Linked DNA regions of Sus scrofa: region 1 is linked to region 2. Evidence: chromatin contacts called from public promoter capture Hi-C data. All regions are on one chromosome and are shown on one strand. Each heading gives the region's core, a stretch centred on a gene start, on an enhancer-like site or on the middle of the called end of the contact. The rest is flanking DNA. Distances are from core to core; before and after follow the strand shown. Region 1 holds the start of CFDP1 (craniofacial development protein 1). Region 2 holds the start of ADAT1 (tRNA-specific adenosine deaminase 1).

What was found. Promoter capture Hi-C pulls out the DNA fragments that hold promoters and counts their contacts.
Region 1: a promoter capture Hi-C map of fetal liver shows a contact between it and region 2, with 2.9 times the contacts expected there. The contact joins the promoter of CFDP1 here to the promoter of ADAT1 in region 2. A contact is called at or near these places in 2 of 5 promoter capture datasets (fetal liver and liver), 6 of 47 Hi-C or Micro-C datasets (embryonic fibroblasts, epiblast stem cells, fetal heart ventricle and 3 more) and 2 of 2 datasets of contacts at active chromatin or transcription factors (alveolar macrophages and skeletal muscle).

Annotation. Positions count from the first base shown.
Region 1 is chr6:12,221,720-12,228,039 of Sscrofa11.1, reverse strand. CFDP1 (craniofacial development protein 1) reads right to left here and starts at 4,339. Exons shown (of 7, transcript XM_021093775.1): 1 at 4,107-4,339. The coding sequence starts at 4,170.
Region 2 is chr6:12,071,963-12,078,642 of Sscrofa11.1, reverse strand. It overlaps ADAT1 (tRNA-specific adenosine deaminase 1), which reads right to left and starts at 2,280. Exons shown (of 10, transcript XM_021093768.1): 1 at 2,227-2,280. It overlaps KARS (lysine--tRNA ligase), which reads right to left. Exons shown (of 14, transcript XM_003126856.3): 12 at 6,423-6,549; 13 at 5,653-5,796; 14 at 4,894-5,172. The coding sequence ends at 5,074.

The DNA of each region.
Region 1 (6,320 bases), core at 3,090-5,589, 150 kb before region 2:
ATGAAGAGCATAATAGCACATACTTTATAATGTTACGTGATTGAGTTAGTAAGCAGTTCAACAATGTAAAGTGCTTAAAGCACACACAACAGGCATCTGTGTGAAATCCACAGTTAACATTATACAAAATGGTGAAACGATGGCTTCGTCTTAAAACTGGCACCAAGGCAAAGATGCCTACTCTCAATGCTCCCATTCACTATTAATTTGGAAGCTTGTATCAAGTACAATAAGGCAAACAAAAGAAATCAAAGGTATGCCTACTGGAAAAGAGGAAATAAAACTGTTTCTATGCACAAATAATGTAATCTGTCGGGGGAGGAGAGCGATGGCCTTGGAATTGTTCATTTTGGTGGTGGTTACAGAACTCTAAGCATTTGTCAGAAACTCACAGAACAGTACAACGAAGAATGAATTTTACCATCAAGCTAAAAACAGAAAAATGTAAAACATTATAAATATCCATAGAGCAATAAGGTACTGCACTAATGAAACAAGAATATGATTCTATTTTAAAATTTTCAAAGAACAACAAAAATGTTGTTCAAGGGAGTTCCCGTCGTGGCGCAGGGGAAACGAATCCAACTGGGAACCATGAGGTTTCAGGTTCCATCCCTGGCCTTGCTCGGTCGGTTAAGATTCTGGCGTTGCCGTGAGCTGTGGTGTAGGTCAAAGATTCGGCTTGGATCCCGAGTTGCTTTGGCTGTGGTGCAGGCCGGCAGCTGTAGCTCCAATTGGCCCCCTAGCCCGGGAATCTCCATATGCCATGGATGTGGCCCTGAAAAGACAAAAGACAAAAATAAATAAATAAATAAATAAAAACAAGTCACAAAATAGACTTCTTAATAGAAACACAGAAACTTAGAAAATAATGAAGGAATACTTTTAAAATTCAGATGGGGGTTGTTCCCGTCATGGCTCAGTGGTAACGAATCTGACTGGGAATCATGAGGTTTCGGGTTCGATCCCTAGCCTTGCTCAGTGGGTTAAGGATCTGGCGTTGCCGTGGGCTCTGATGTGGGTTGCAGACGCAGCTTGGATCCCGCGTTGCTGTGGCTCTGGCATAGGCTGGCGGCTACAGCTCCGATTCGACTCCCTAGCCTGGGAACCTCCATATGCCACGGGAGCGGCCCAATAAATGGCAAAAAGACAAAGGAAAAAAAAAAATTCAGATGGCGTTCTCCTGACGCACTGCAGGTTAAGGATCTGGTGATGTCACTGCAGTGGCCTGGGTCGCTGATGGTTCACAAGTTTGACCCTTGGCTCAGGAAAGCACTGGTGTGGCCAAAAAAAAAAAAAAAAAAAAAAAAAATTCAGAAGGAAAATTATTATTACAGAGCCCAGAATTATTATTATTATAGAACACAAAATTCTATACCAAACTATTAATCATGCCTGAGAGTCACTTGGTTATTTAAATATTTAAATATTTGGGGTCTCAAAAGTTTCTACCATGAATCTTTCCTCAAGAATTATTTGAAGATTTATTCTCATTTTGGTGGAAGAAACCAAGAAAGACATCACGAGACCCAAGAAACAGGGAATCCAAGAGAGAAGGGAAATAAAAGGATATCCAGAGTGGTGGTGACGATGGAAGATCTTAGGTTTAAAAATGGTAAAACTCAGCTAAGCTAGAGCAGGTCAGAAGGCAAAGATACTTGAAAAAAGTGAATGATGGAGTTCCCTTTGTGGCTCAGCAGGTTACATAGTGTCTGTCTGTGGGGAAGCAGGTTTGATCCCTGGCTTCATTCAGTGGGTTAAGGATCCAGCATTGCAGCAAGCTACTATATAGGCTGCAGACGTGGCTCAGATTCGGTGTTGCTGTGGCTGTGGTGTACACCAGCAGCTGCAGCTCTGATTCAACCCCTGGCCTGGAAACTTCCATATTGTGTGGCCATAAAAAGGAGAAGAAAAAAAAAAAAAGTTTATCTAATGAATCTACTCTTTTTTTTTTTTTTGTCTTTTTAGGGCCGCACCCACGCAGCATATGGAGAATCCCAAGCCAGGGGTCTAATCAGAGCTGTTGCTGCCAGCCTACACCACAGCCACAGCAATGCCAGATCCGAGCCAAGTCTGCGACCTATACCACAGTTCAAAGGAACACTGAATTCTTAACCCATTGAGTGAGGCCAGGGATCAAACCTGCAACCTCATGGTTCCTAGTCGGATTCATTTTGGCTGTGCCACAAAGGGAACTCCTAATGAATCTAAATATCTCAGGAAATGATTTAGACAATTCTGAGAGTTTAGTAGCAAGTACATAAATGACTAACAGGAGTTCCCAGTGTGGCTCAATGGAAATGAATCGCACTAGCATCCATGAGGTCACAAGGTTCGATCCCTGGCCTTTGCGAAGTGGGTTAAGGATCCGGCACTGCCATGAGCTGTGGTGTGGGTTGAAGATGCGGTTCAGACCTGACATTGCTGTGGCTGTGGCATAGGCCAGCAGCTCCAACTCCGACTGACCCCTAGCCTGGGAACCTCCATATGCTGTGGGTGCAGCCCTAAAAAGACAAATAAATAAATAAATAACTAAGCAACAACAACAAAATTGCAATGATTAACTCCAGAGAAAACTAGTGCAGGAATAGCCATAACGGTATATACCACATGATTCGGCCAGAACATGGTGTCCACAGTTGCTTTAAAAAAGTAAACACTTAATAATGACCTAACCCAAATTAGACAGAGGAACATTAGCAGGCTGGAGAGTTAGAGAGGGTCTGAAGGTGAAAAGATGTGTCAGCAGTAAGGGGAAAGCTAAAAGGGGGTAAAAAAATAAGACTTAACATGGACAGATTAAGAAAACACAATGGAAATACCAAATTTTAAAAGCAGATATCATTCTGCAGAGAAGTGATACGGATGATTAATAGTGATAGGAACTGCCATTTGAAAATAAATCTGTTAGAAATATTTAACTATTTTTGGAGTTCCCACTGTGGCTCAGCAGAAAAGAACCCGACAAGTATCCATGAGGATGCAGGTTCCCTTCTTGGCCTTACTCAGTGGGTTAAGGATCTGGTGTTGCCAGCTACACTACCTGTGGTGTATGTCACAGACTCTGCTCAGATGCCGCGTTCCTCTTACTGTGGAGTAGGATGGCAGCTGCAGCTCCAATTTGACCCTTAACCTGTGAACTTCCATGGTCCCCAAAAGCAAAAAAACATTCTAAGATAAAATAACTTAAAAAAGAAATATTTGACTATTTTTCAGCAGGTGCATACAAAACTTTGATTCAAATGAAAACTGGTTTTCAAATGATCACACTGGCAGATATGTAAAGACCAATGTTGGTGGACAAGGAATCTGAGAAACCAGCTGGGAAGTTACTTCAGGTCTTAGTGAAGAATAATAGTTGTTCAGTAAGAGTGAGATTGGAGAGAGAGTGATGAGAAACTCATTTTCCACACAGACACACTGGTTGGAACAAAAGAGAGGAAACAAGGACAACTCCTAGGCTTTTTTGGTTTTATTTTTCATCGGAGCTACTCTATAGGAAGATACTTATAATTTGATGGGGAAGCCTGGGGAAGGTGCAGGATGCCGGAAGGGGTAGGTCTGGGTGACGTTTATTTCAGCCTGGGTTCGGTTTTAGAAACCTATACAAAAACAAGGTCTGAAAAGAGAGAAATGGATACAGACATTGCAGAGAGGCAAAGGGTATCATTAAGTGAACTTGCTAACAAGAAGATCCCTCCTGCAGGCAGAAAGTGAAGATATCTATCTCTGCCGTGATGCCAGCGAGCAATTAATTCCCTGGGGGCGGAAGGTCTGGCGACAGACTGCCTTTCAGAAGACTGCAAGGTTGGTGAGGGTACGCGAAGACCGACCACCGCCAGCGTCCCCAGAGATAGGGCCCTGTTCACGTGCCAGTTCCCGAACTCCGAGAGGGGGCGTCGGCCGAAGTGAGGCCTCGAGAAAGGGCTGCGCGAGACAGCCCGGGGCACACATCCCGGGTCACGGGGGCCGCGCGGTACGAGGACGCGCGGCACCCGCGCCCGAGAGCCACCCGGGCCACCGGGCCCACGCACGGGAGCCAAGCGCGCCTCACGTGAGACGCGGGGCGGGGCAAGCTGCCTCTCGCCTCTAGCCGAGTCGCTCACCCGACGGCACGTAGTCCTCGTCCTCCTCCGAGGTGGAGAAGTCTTCGGAGTCGAATTCCTCCATATCGCTGCCGCACGAGGGGGGCTGAGTCGCAGGGCCGCAACAGCTGCCCCCAACGGCAAAGCTCTAGGGAGCCACCATAGAGCTGCGGCGGGGGCGGCGGCGGCGGCGGCTGGGGCGGCCCCCAGCCTCTGCACATGCGCAGAGAGTGTATGTGGTCGAATGCGACACTTCCGGACCAGTGCCTTCTGCTGGATGCTACTGTGGGGGTTGGCGGAACACGGGCTGGGCGCCGAAGCGGTGCATGCTGGAACTTGTAGTCTTCAGAGCTACCAGCTGCTTTGATTTAGTAAACATGCTTAAACTAAGTTTGTTTTGCCCGTGGGAATACGGCAGACCTTCATTACTCGCAGTTTGGTATTTTTGAAATCGCTTACTTGTTAAAATTTATTATCACCCCCAAAATTAATATTCGCGGTGCTTTCTGGGGTTATTTGCGGACATGCGCAGAGAGTGAAAATTTTTGAGTCAACCCAAGGTTTGTGGTACCAAGGTTGAAAGAGGCAGGCGGTCTTGCTTCTTCCGCTCGAATGCTGTAAATAAGTGTCCTTTTCGCAATCACTTTAGTGCCGCGTTTTTTGCATTTTTGTGCTTTTTGTTGGTGATTTCGCTGTTAAAAATGACCCCCGAGCGTGGTGCTAAGGTGCTGCCTAATGTTCCTAAGCGCAAGAAGGCTGTGATGTGCCTTCCGGGGAAAATACGAGTGTTAGATAAGCTTCGTTTAGGCATGAGTTGTAGTGCTCTTGGCCGTGAGTTCAATGTTAATGAGTCAACAATCCTTTACATCAAGAAAAAAAGAAAAGGAAATTCGCCGATCTGTACGTGAGGCTGCTCCGGAAAGTGCTGAAGTGACGTCTATAGTGGGGGTGAGGAAGCAATGGAAAAAATGGAAAAGCGGCTCAATTTGTGGATTCATGAGAAGACAACCGATAAAAAAGGTGTGGTGGACAGCACTGCTGTGAAGCTGAAAGCCAACGAAATTTACAGCCATGTTACCCAGGGTCAGAAAAATGTGAAACCGTCCTAGGCTAGTGCTGGGTGACTTGCACGTTTCAAAAGGCGATATGGGGTGAATAATGTTAAGCTTGCAGGTGAGACAAGTTCTGCAGATCAGGAGGCTGCAGAAATTTAAAAAATACTTGCTAAGTATTATAAGGAAAAAGGATATGTGGAAGAGCAGGTTTTCAATGCTGATGAGACTGGCTTATTTTATAAGGATGTTGGCAAAAGAACCTATATAACGCAAATGGCCTCCAAAGCCTCTGGCTTTAAATCTTTCCAAGACTATGCAACCCTGCTTTTGTGCACCAATGCCAAGGGTGACTTTAACTGCAAACCCCTAATGGTGTACAGAGCTCCAAGTTCACAAGCATTTAAAGGGAAAAGTGTGAACCATATGCCGGTCCATTGGAGGTGGAACAAAAAAGCGTGGATGACGTCTGATTGGTTCCAGAGTTGCTTCATACCAGAAGTTGAATACTATCTCCAGGACAGAAACCTTGCCTTCAAGATTTTGTTCATTTTGGATAATGTGCCCGTCCATTGCTGTGAAGAACTCACAAATGCTCACCCCAACGTAGAAGTTCTTTTCTTGCCCCCAAATGCTACGTCTCTCATCCAACCCCTGGATCAGGGCATAATAAAAGCCTTCAAGGCGCACTATACTAGGGAGCTTTACAGCAAGGCTTTCGAGGCTCTCAAAGCCAACAAGGAAAGTACCGTGATGGACTATTGGAAGTCAGTCACTATACACAACGTTATTGATTATGTTGGCACAGCCTGGGACAACATCAAGCGGGCTGCTATCAATAACTGTTGGAAAAATGTTTGGCTGGACTGTGTGGAAAATTTTGAAGGTTTTGAAGGTGTAACAGAAAGTATAAAAAACAGTGTCAAAAACATAATGCCTATCGCGTGGCAAATAAGTGGAGAAGGTTTTGATGATATGAGGGAAGAGGATGTGGGGGAGATTAAGAACCCACCAATGAAGACCTGGACGAGATGGCAAAACAAGGCGTTGGAGTCCATGATAACGAAGACAGCGATGAAAGTCAGCCTAAGAGTCCAGGAATTGTCCCTCTTACAGCGGCCAAAATATCAGAATGGAACTCTGCCTTGGGAAAACTATTCAATGACATGGAAGTGTGTGACCC
Region 2 (6,680 bases), core at 1,031-3,530:
GGATTCAATTCTTGGCCTGGGAACTTCCATATGAACAGGTGTGGACATTAAAAAAAAAGAAACAGAGGCAGTAGTATTTAACCCACTGGAGTTATCAAGGGGCTTAAAATTTATAAAAAGCAATTGGTCACAAAATTGTAAATCAACTATACTTTAATAAAAATTTTTAAAAAAGCAATTACAGAGTTCCCATTGTGGCTCAGTGGTAGGGAACCCAACTAGTATCCATGAGGACAAGGGTTCGATCCGGGCCCTGCTCAGTAGTTTAAGGATCGGGCGTTGCCGTGAGCTGTGGTGTAGGTCACAGATGTGTCTCAGATCTGGTGTTGCTGTGGCTGTGGTGTAGGCTGGCAGCTGCAGTTCCGATTTGACCCCTAGCTTGGGAAATTCCATATGCCTTGGCTGTGGCCCTAAGAATACAAACAAACAACAAACAAAAAGAGCAACTGGTACAATGTTGAGCATAATTAATAGCAACTGAGATTTTATTTTTATTTTTGGCTACACCCACAGCATGTAAAGTTCCTGGGCCAGGGGTGGAAGCCGTGCCACAGCAGCGACCCAAGCTGCTGCAATGACAACACCAGATCCTTAACCCCCTCTGCCACAAGGGAACTCTTCAACTGAGATTAATCTTACAAAAAAGAACATTTGATTTTCCTGACTGCTTTGCCTTGAGCTCCTTGAAAGGCAGGGAAAAAGTAATGGACACATAAAACCAGAAAGCAGAGCTGACCTAAAAGAGGTCTAGAATAGTTCGATAGAAACTTTCCCACTCTTGACTCTACTGATGCTCATTCAATGACTTCATTTGGATTCAAATATATGAAAAGATTCTTAGGAGAAAATGAGATCAGATGGCAATGGACAAAGTTAAGTGTTTAAAAAAAAAAAAAAGGCTCTGTTGAGCCATAGTGTATATAGCAGACAAATGATTTATCTACAAGGAGCCCCTTGCTCCTATCCTGTTAAACTAATTAAACAAGGAGGCCATCAGACTGAAGAGACTCTAATGCTGTGGTGGTCTATCTAAGCAAACCAAGATCTAAACAATTTCTTTTCTTGCTTCTGCACTTATGCTACATCAGTTTCTACCTTGGCTCCTGTCTGCAGAGGGCTCCTAACTACTTCCACTTAGCTTGTGCCTGATTGGAAAGGATTTTTGCTCAAATAAACTCATAAAAGTTCTAAAATGCCTCAGTTTATAATTTACCAGTTCGGATGTGCAGGCCTGTTATTTCAATAAATGGTCATGGTAAATCAGACCACAGTGATTTAAAACAAGAATCCGGAAGGCACTGACATAAATTACGACTTTAAAGTCAGAGAACCAGCCTAAGTCTTGTATCTCTCTGAGCAAAAGAAAAGCATGGGCGAGCCCAGAATCCTCCATTTAGAAGGGATTTCTCTCTCATTTCAGGGGCAGAGGGGACATACAAGGCAGTATACTTTATGAAGGCAGATACTCTGGCACCAAACTGAAATTAAACCAGAGGCACGCATCACAAATCATAACAGCCAAAGACAACTTGCTAGAAGAAACGCTGACTCCCTACGATACAGCGGCTCAAAACTGTATCACCACCTTATTCAGAGTTGAGTCTGGAGGAGCGTGCCCAGTAGCGGAAATGAATAAATGTTTTGCTGTACTGCGTCCACTATTCTCTCCTAGAACTTGAATAATTTCTTCATATGAAACAACAGTTTAGTTAGACATGCACTTCTTTGCCCACAAGGCGGCATGTTTTAACAGCGGCAAAAAGTTTAAAAACCCACTTCCTTTTGAAAGAAAATTCAAGTCCGGAAGGCTGTCTGGGGAAAAGGCTTTAGCGAGGTTGGAAGGGACGCCTATTTTCCTTAGCCTCCCCTCCTCAACACCCTCCAGAGGCCCATTCGGCCAGGTATGGGTAACTCCAGGCCCGCGCAGCAGGGACAACGTGCACGCCTGCCCGCTGGAGTTATGCGGTATGCAACCCCCGGGTCACGCGCCCCGCGCTCGTCCGCAGCAGTCGCTGTCGGCGCAGGGATGTCAGCATGAAAGGAGCCGCATTTTCCCACCAGACACGCCGCTGGGTGCGGGGGAAGGTCCGCAACATCCACTTCCCACACAAAAAGGGGTCGAGAAAGTCAGACCTACAGCATCTTCCCCGGGAGCCCCAGGGCCCTCCCTATCCTGTGCGCCCTCGGCCCCACGACCGCAACCGCTCACGGACACCGCCCTCCCACCTCCTCGACACGCGCTCTCGAAGGGAGGAAGAAGACCGCGCGGCGCAGCGGACGTGACGTCACAATGAGGTGGCCCTCCCAAGCCTGTTCCCTGGAGGCACGCAGTGCACGCTGGCCCTTGTAGTCCTCCAGGGGCCGGAGCCAGGGGGCTGCAGGGTGGATCCTTAGAGTCCGTCGATTTGCGTTGCTCTGCGTAGATACAGATGTAATGGGCTCAGGGAGGCTGATTCCCCGGTAAGATAGATTCGTACGGTAGAATGAGGTTGTATGTTGGAACACTAGTTTGAATTTTTGTCTAAAACAGGTCTGTCCAGTAGAAATATAATTCGAGCCAGATATGTAATTTAAAATGTTCTAGGCGCTATATTTTAAAAAGTCAAAAGAAAAGGTGAAATTAATTTTAACCATATATTTTAACCCAGGTTATCCAACATATTTCAACGAGTAATCAATATTTAATAAAAATGTTCACTTATTTTACATTTTTTTACACTAACTTAAGAAAACTGGTGTGTATTTTATATCTCAGTTCTGACCAGCCACATTTCAAATGCTCAATAGCTACGTATGGCCGTTGGGTACTGTAGTGGACAGTGCTAGTCTAAAACCTTCGGTTTGCCAAAAATAGGTAGTATAGCTGTTTGGACATTTCAGAAGTCTGTATCATTCAGCAGTTTTTTTTGTTGTTGTTGTTTTTGTTTTTAACTCAGTTCCTAATGATGAGAGAGTTCTCTCAAATGCTAGAGGAGTGCAACTTAATTGACCCCATCCTTCTCCCTAGATCACAGGAAAAGGGCCACAGGCTTCCTCCAAGGATAAGGACCTTGCTCTTCCTCTCTCTCCTACAAGTCTAGAACTTGGGACCATACTTGTTTTTGTTCACCCCCATACAGCAGTTAGCAAATTGTGAGCCTTCAGCTGTTTAAGGGGGTATTTGTCATTTTTCTTGCCAAATGCCACAGATGTCTACAGCTGCTTCATTTCTTCTCTATCTCTGGCATTCTTGAGGCCAGACAGCTGGCTCTGCTCTAGTCTACTACTAAACAGCTTTTTTTTTTTTTTGTCTTTTTAGGATTGCACCCTTGGCATATGGAAATTTCCCAGTCTAGGGGTCAAATTGGAGCTGTAGCCACCGGCCTACGCCAAAGCCACGGCAACACAGGATCTGAGCCACTCGGTGAACTACACCACGGCTCATGGCAATGCCAGATCCTTAACCACTGAGCGAGGCCAGGGATGGAACCCACGTCCTCATGGATACTAGTTGCACTCTTTAACTGATGAGCCACGACGGGAACTCCCTAAACAGCTCCTCATTAATCCTTGTTGCCTTTCCAGTGGTCCACATTGATGGTACAGTGTTGCCAGAAGTCCAGTCCCTTATCTTGACCCCACACCCCTCCTTTGGTGAGATGATTGTTTTTTTTTTTTAGTTAACAGCACCTCGCTGAAGGATGTGCCATAGAAGTGTTTCTTCTGAGATACCACCTCGTCATGTAACCACCACTACCAAGTGCTTCTGGAGTCTGTGCTTTAACACCAGCAAAGATTGAGATGCTCAGCATGCTCTGAAGTTGTTCCCTGTTAGTAGTTTGGTGTGCTTAGATCATTTTACCAACCGCAGAAGTAGACACCTGCTCTGTGAAAGTACACAAAGATGCTCCCAGAGGTTTTGCTGAGATGCCAAAGACAAGTCTTTTGTTGTCAGACTCATTGGGGAAGAGTTACCCCAGCTGCCTCCCTGTGTTACGGGCTCTGTTTTACCAGCAGGCCCTAGTCACATGCTTAGGGCAGCTGAACTGAGCAGAAAGTGAAAACCTTCCCCACTCTTCCCCACCCACTGTCTAACAGGCATATCACAAAACCATTCACTTTTCTCAAACCTGCACTGTTTTTCCATTTCAAGTCAGTGACGACTCTACTTTCTAGTTGGTCAGGCCCCAAACCGTGAAATCATTTTGATTCCTTTTCCTAAAACCCACATTCCAGCAGCATTCTGCTGACCTCAAGAAGACAAAGTCCACCGATGCATAAGCATCTCCATCACTTACCGCTACCTCCCAAGGCTAATCCATCATCTCACCTCAGCCCACAGCTGCATGTCTCCCTTTGTCTTGCCTTCCACATGCTAACTAGGACAGTAGTGCTCAAAACCCTCCGATGGCTTCGCCTCTCACCCCTAAATCTGGCACCTCACTGATCTTATTCCTCTTTGGCCATACCAGACCCCTTTGCTGTTCCCCAAAAGTGCAGCCCTTTAGTCTGGATCATGCTGTGCCACTTAGATCTTTCCGGTCTCCGCTAGAAGAGGTCTTCCGTGATCGCGTAAGGAGCACTGCCCCCATCCACCTCTTTATAAAATAGCGCCTGTCCCCTCTCCCTGCCTTATTTTTCTTCTTAGTATGCATCACTACCAGAAATAAGGATTTACTTGTTTCTTGTTTAGTAGCTTTTCACACCCAGCCCCTACCCCTAAAGAAAATATAAATTCCATGAAAGCAGGAACTTGGCTTTTGTTCCCTGCTGTGCCTCCCAGCTCCTTAGAATAATGGCTGGACATTATATAAATCTGGTGAATGAATAAAGTGCTATAATCCTAAACCTTCATTAGCCAGCTGTCCTGGCAATAAGGTGACATTCCAAAGGTAAAGAGTGATGAGACAGGGGTAGAGACAAATGGTTTATTTGGTAACAAGGAGTAAAAAGGAATTCTTAATTCCTCTTCCCTCTTCTGGTGGCTGAAGTGGACCATGACAGCCAAACAGCCACACACGGGAAATCCCTTGAGGTCCTTGGGCAGAGACGCAGCGACGATGCCCATGTCGTGTGACGTGCCATCACTGTTTTCTAGACAGACGTGCCAGGTGCTGTGTTCTCCGCCGTGTCAGTGGCGGTTACATTCTCCTTCTTGTCTTCAGGTTTCATGGCGGGAAACAGAAGCACTTCCTACAGGAGAATGCATTCTGATAAGCAGCAGCCCTTTCCTCCAGCTATCTACCCATTCCTTTTATCCCTGGTTACTGTTGGCACCAAAATCCAGAGATCTGTGTTCTTTCAATTCGGTCCCTCTCAGTTACAGTGGATGGAAGAGCAGAAAGGCATGCACTGCCCAGGGCATGACGTCAAAGAAAGAATAAACAGAGAGCTTCCCTTCAATTATGATTTACTTCCTCATCTATAAAGCTGGGATAGCAACAGTTTCTGCATGTCACAGGCTGACTTAAGTGAGATATGCATGTCAACGGCTCAGGGTGTTCCTTGAAGCCTCAAGAAGTACAACCAATTAGTATTTCTCCTGCCTCAAGCAGAAAACCCCCAGATGCTGTCAGGTCAGATGACCCCCATCCTGTGTGGCTGTGTGTCAGGGCTCTGCCTGCCCCTCCCCCTGGCCTCCCACACAGCGCGCGCCTTCAGGGTGGCCTGTACCTTGATGTTATTGGAATCCGTGAGAAACATAGTGACGCGGTCGATGCCCATGCCCCAGCCACCTGTGGGGGGCAGCCCATATTCCAGGGCGGTGCAGAAGGTTTCGTCTATGAACATGGCCTCATCATCGCCAGCGGCCTTGGCCTAGAAGAGAACCACGCAGTGGCACTCTCTCTGCGAGCGAGCGAGCACGCTGAAGCGTTCAGAGGCACGGCCCTTCCAGGGATGCTCTGAAGGCCCCGCACCTGCTGGGGACTGGTTTCCCAGAAACTCCAGCGTGGAGCCATTTCTTTCAAAGACCTGGAGGTCAGGACCAATGAACACATGCAACTTTCCCTGTGAAATGAAAACCCCTCCAGCGCCTGGGGCTTTGCGAGTCCAGTGAAACTGATGTTCAGAGACTGCTAATTGCCAACATCTTTTTCTCCCACTTCCTGAAACGACCCCTCAGTGGCAGGGCTAGTGCAGGCAGCCCAGGGGCGCTTTGTCTTCTCATGCCCATGCCACCTCGTTAAATGTGGTATCTAAGGAAAAATGATGTCCCTGTCAAGACAAGTGCCACACTCCCCACACAGACAATTATGCCAAGCTCCATTTCTGGAGAAATCCTAGCGCCAAAACCAGTCGAGCTTTCCATCTTGAAATGTGACTTCCTCCAGTCAAGCCTGTGGCTGCATCTTTCATTTCTATTCAAGTCACCGGGAGTTGCAGCAAGACCAGGGGTAAGGGCGCTATTGTCTGGTGAGGGGACACACACGCTCCTTCCTTACCTTGGCCTGTTCTTCAAAAAGCTGCCGCTGTCGCACAGGGTCATTCAGCTCCGTGTAGGCGTTGCATATTTCCTTTTTCATGACAAAGAGCTCAAAGCGTTCGGTCAGACCCTCTTTAGAGCGGTGCCTGGGGACAGGAGACCAGAGGAGAGGCTGAATACGCAGGTTCGCTAAGAACATCTGGTACGAACACAAGAATTCCTGAATTCTAGGTGACTCACAAGGGTCAGTGATTGTGACCTGAAACCTGCGTGCATT